Linked DNA regions of Zea mays: region 1 is linked to region 2. The links are chromatin contacts, called in public Hi-C maps. All regions are on one chromosome and are shown on one strand. The core of a region is the stretch at or near the end of the contact, and the rest is flanking DNA. Distances in the headings are between cores, read along the strand shown.

Region 1 (2,700 bases), core at 41-2,540, 410 kb before region 2:
GTGTGTATCCTCGTCTAGCCTATGTTCATAAGGCGTCGCCTCGCCACGCGCCTAATTTGCCTAGGCGTCCAGAAGGTGGCGGAACGCCGCACCTCGCCTTACCGCCTTAATAACTATGTGCATGGGCTTGTATGATGTTTCCATTTAATGTTGAATGTTGTTGACCCTGTGAAAAAGATAGTATGTTATTTTAGCATCTTTCTATATTGATGAGGTATGGGGTTTCAATGTTTTGTATTTGGTACTTACTTTTACGATTCAAATGATCATGTCTACTATAATGTTAGTGGGTATGGGTACCCGCTACACATGGTGGGTATGGGTATGGCGTAATTTTGTACCCATGATGGGTAGCGGGTATGAGGCATTTTTCTCTAGTGGGTACGGGTATGGCTTTGTGTGCGGTGTGCCCATTGGGTACCTTACCCACTACCATCCCTACCTCCAATCCCCTTCAATCCACCCCTAACCGAACATAATAATTAATAGTGTGCTCCTCTTGTGTGAACTTGAAAATAAGCAAATAGTGCACACAATTTCAATGGCTATAATAACATGTAAGCAGAAATTTGTGCAGAAACCATGCAATGTGCATCGTCATGCCATTGCTAGTTACTGTATCGCACTTCATTAATGCACACATGGTTATTTCTGGGCTCCCCTCTGTTCAACTCAAAATCATTGCATTGTAAATCGCACAGCCTACTCAGCAAGAAACCATCTCGATCACAGATATTCAGCATTTATAGAATCGCATAGCTCTACGGGCATTGCAAAATCAAACGCAAAGGTAGGGCCATGAAACCCTATCCTCAATATTAGGTCGAGACAGTTATTCGGCGCCGATCGGGCCCTAGGGCCATGTCCTAATCCGTATCCTAGTTGGTCTGGAGCTGTAAACACGAGCTAGGGTTTGACAGGGTGCGGGGTACGTACCTCGGGCGAGAAGGTGCACGGAGAGCGGGTCCGAAGCTCGTCGGCGACGGTGGCCCACGCGGCGCTCCCGTGCCGGAGCACTGCGCCGCCCAGCACCAGCTCCTCCCACGTCCCCCAGCCACCGCCGCCGCCGCCCCCTCCCACCGCCACCACCACCATCGGTTGCCGGCTCTGGTCGACTTGATCGCCTGAGAGACAGGCGGTGGATAGCCAGTATGAGTCGGAACTCGGAAGGAGAGGTGGACGAGGTGTCGGGTCGTCGCGGTATCGGGGCGGTGGTATGGTACTCTGGTTTCCCTGCCCCGCCTGCTGTTTTTTCGGGTTTAGTTCGCGTGGGCGTGGCGTGGGATGATGGATTTTCATTTATGGGCTCCTATCCTATTCCTGGGTCTGGGTGGTTTGTGGTTTTGTGCGGCGCCTCGGACTCGGGCGGGAGAGCGTGCGTGACGTGGGGACCTGGTTGGTGGGCCCCCACACCTCCATCTTTTCTTCCCGTTGCGACAGTGTAGTAGTGCATTGGAATTCGGAATCGTATGACCCGACGGGGACTTGAATAGGGTCTGTGAGGGCTGGTTTAGCGGACAGTAAAATAGAGGGGAGGGATCTAGAGTCTCTTCTATAAATTCCCTCCATTTATTTATCCATTAAAGGCTAGTTTAGGTACTCTAGTATTAAATTGGTTTGGAAGGATTCGAGAGTGTATAAATCTCCAATAAATCAAAAACTCCCACAATACATCTCAATTAACTCTAATCTCTTTAATTACTAAAGTATCCAAACTAGGCGAGTTCGGTTCTACTCCAATCCATATAGATTGAGGGGAATTAAGGATGTTTTAATTCCTATAAAATGAAATCTCTGTCAATCCATATTAATCCCCTCCAATATATATGGATTGAAAATAACCGAACAAGCTCTAAACCAGTCTCCAAATGGAATTGGATTGCAGGGGTGGACGACAAGCATGGATTGGACCAGAAAATTTTCAGCGGCATCTCAACAAACGGTGGACGTGGAGTGAAATCAATCGTCAATAGGATCACAAATGGTCTAATATATTTGTTAGACTTCTTGGTATTTACATTATAGTCTAGATAACCACGCTTAATCACACCAAGTGATCTGGAACCGGGCACTGAGAAATGTATTTTTCAGACTACAGAATTACAACAATGATCATCAGATATTCAGAGGAACATTACTGGCAAATGGCAATGGACAAAACGCGGTGCAGTCTTTGCATCCTGCTACTGTGTTCCATCCATCTTGCCTTGGCCAAAATATCCTACTACTACCGCATCAACCATCAATGATCATCAAAGCGTCTTGCAACGTGGCTAAAGAACTGGATCTGGCAAGAAGCTCCAAAACGAGGTGCATTCTTGAATTCTAAGCACGGGCCTCCACATTTTCCCCTTCCTACATGAAAGCCCTTGATACACTGCTTACCATGCTTGAGTTAAGTCTTGTACAACTTTTTTTTGAAGTAAAGGTTAAATGTAGGGGGGCCTACAGTATTTTATTGCTTAAGGAAACAAGAGTGGGGTAAAGATACAGGAGGGTGAGTACAGAAGAAAAAAATTAGAGTTACAGAGCAGAATAAAGAAGCCAGACTCTAATTTTATCCCATATTACTGGCTTAACTCGATGACTAAGAAGATTCATTTCAGATTTGAACATATCTCGACAACCTTCCACCGTGGGCGGGGTCTCATTGAACACCCAATTATTTCTGCATTTCCAAATGCCCCAGGTCAATAAGAT
Region 2 (2,719 bases), core at 157-2,656:
GTTATCCTGTGTAGGATCAACCTACTTTCTCTCAATTAAGCTTCATGTTATTAGATTGATCTTATACGATTAGATCTATATCACTCACCCGATTGCTACGTTCCACGACATGTGGTTGTAACATGTGCATACGACAACTCGAAAGTCTGATACACATTTGGCACCGTGTCTTACATGCTTCAGTCGCATTATTTGTTTTGGATAGACTTCTTTGGAGTTCTCGATCCATGTTTGCGTGTATGATCATTGGGTCTTGGTCACAGATGCTCCTAGGTTAATGACTTTTTTGTTTATTTGGCCCTAGCTCTGGTTTATAGTTTGGGTAGTTCTGATGTCATTTTGGCTTGTTATCACACATTTGGTTGTACATGCGCCATGTGTCGATCTAGGGCCACTAATCTTCTAAATCATGCTTTAGGCATATCTACTTCCTTTTCAGTCGCTTTCGATGCACGTTTATGTTCATTTATTTGTTTTCTACCAACTTAAAAAGATAATCGACTTAAGAAAGTCGATCAGTACAACCAACATAGATACATGATTTGACTGGAATTTGGCGTTTAATCTATTGTTGTACATGTACATAGCGATCTACTGACCATAACACACTCCCTATGTCTGACAGATAAAACTAGGTGGCAAGCATAGAACCCTTAGGCCTAGTTTGGATACTCTAGTATTGATCCTAATCCACATGTATTGAGGTGGATTGGGGTGTAACTTAAACTATTTTATACCCTAATCCATCTCAACATATGTGGATTGATGTCAATACTAGAGTACTCAAACAAATCCTTACTCGGCTCCACTTATAGTATGTAGAGAAGTTGTGTTTTAAGTGATAACTATCATATACTCGTGCATTGTTACAGTTTTTATATATATGATATATGATAAATTTTGAATTAATAAAACATAAAATATATGTTTTCTATTGATTAGATGGGTGTAAATGTGGAGCCAACAACTAAGGTTCAAACACCCACTTATACATAATTTCACCTTATTTTTTATATAAACTCTCCTATTATATTAGTAGAGAAAAAATTATATGAGTGTGGGTTGATTCTAAAGAAATGTAAGATTTTTTTAAAAAAAATATTGACGTGAAATTACCGTTAAAACTGATGTTCTAATATAGTAGAGATAGAGAAGAGATAAATATATTCGTATATCGCGCGCTACACATCGTAACCGTGTGGACCCAACATTTCCTATGAATTTAACGGGCCCACGAGATACGGGGGAACAGCAGTGAGAAAAAACCAGCAGTGTATATGACAAAAAGGCAAAGTTTGGCCCACGAACGGTTACTGGCCGGACATGTCACATGTGGTTCCGTGTAGGTTCACCCGCCTCTCCTTCGCAATACGGCAAAGAGGAGTCGACACCGCCCGCCCCATGTACTCGGTGTCGGTGTGGTCCTGTGGGCGCGGCGCTGCGTGTGGGCGCTCCTCTGTTCGGCAGGAATCCTCGTTGCCTCCTCACTACTCCAATCTCCATCGCCATTGTCGGCGCAAGCAAAGGGGCGGAGCAGCATGGCGGGGCGCTATGACGGCAACCCCTTCGAGGAGGAAGACGTGAACCCTTTCTCGGTACGCGCGCCCAATCCTCCGCCTCCCTCATCTTGGCGATCCCACCATTGCCCGGGCACATATCTACTTTCCTTATTTGGCACCGGGTTTTTTCCGAGAATCAGTGGGGTATTCGCTACTTCACTCCTCTTTGGATCTGGACGGGGCGCAGATCTGACCACGTCTCGGCGATGGCTTGCAGTATCGCCGTCACCGACACCGCTAGTGCATTTTTTCTCCTTTTTTCTAGCCTAATGATGCAATGCTGCCCTTGAACCTATTGTGCGTGGCTGTGGTTGAAGTTTTTATTGATGGGTTTCCTTGGTAGCAACAAACGCGCGGCAAGGCTGGCGGGCAATCCAACTTTGGCGGTGGCGCGTTTTATATGCCTGTGAGTTGTTCTGTTCTTATGAGCTATGCGACCCCTGTGGTATGGTACATCGTATTGCTTGTCTGCTCAATATTGTATTGTTTCTGCTGAAATGTAGAACCCCCAAAACGTGCCTCCGACATCCAATTCACGCCTTTCGCCGCTCCCTCCTGAACCGGCAGACTTCAGTGCTACAGTGGATATACCCCTTGACTCGTCAAAGGTGCATATGAATGTGCATTGCTTTCGCACATGCAAAATGTGGCTATAATGAACACACTTACTAGGACATGCTGTTCAGCACAACCAATAACTTGTGATTTGTGGATATCCAGGACCTGAAGAAAAGAGAGAAGGAGCTGCAAGCAAGGGAAGCGGAATTAAACAAGAGGGAGAAGGTATGCTGCACATGACATGACACATGCATCTACATCTATATCAGTTTTAATTAAACACAACACAATCACGGCTCCTTTTTTAAGCTTGAGATAATTGGTTTTGTTGTTGTTCAGATGGTTGCTTTATTTTTTGTTCCTTGCCTACTGGGCTTAAATGTGAATTGGAATTCACTTATTAAATCCCTACTAGACTCTACTTCGCTGCCCCAAATTGTATTTTTTTCTGCTGTACTCTGATATAATTGGATGAACCTATGAAAAACTGTCGCATTTTCTGACTGTTGTATCTGTTATATTAACTAGGAACTAAAACGGAGAGAGGAGGCTGCAGCAAGAGGTAAATGCTCATCGTTTCTTGCATAGTTTTCAAGTCGTCT

What was found. Hi-C and Micro-C count contacts between places; a contact is called where the count stands out from the background.
Region 1: a Hi-C map of leaf shows a contact between it and region 2, with 4 times the contacts expected there. The contact joins the promoter of LOC100384761 here to the promoter of LOC100285854 in region 2. A contact is called at or near these places in 16 of 25 Hi-C or Micro-C datasets (bundle sheath, ear, endosperm and 5 more) and 1 of 3 datasets of contacts at active chromatin or transcription factors (leaf).

What each region holds. Positions count from the first base shown.
Region 1 is chr2:212,321,887-212,324,586 of Zm-B73-REFERENCE-NAM-5.0, reverse strand. It overlaps LOC100384761, which reads right to left and starts at 1,290. Exons shown (of 5, transcript NM_001177219.1): 1 at 937-1,290. The coding sequence starts at 1,095.
Region 2 is chr2:211,910,060-211,912,778 of Zm-B73-REFERENCE-NAM-5.0, reverse strand. LOC100285854 (SC3 protein) reads left to right here and starts at 1,406. Exons shown (of 13, transcript NM_001158744.2): 1 at 1,406-1,595; 2 at 1,903-1,965; 3 at 2,063-2,167; 4 at 2,280-2,342; 5 at 2,646-2,679. The coding sequence starts at 1,539.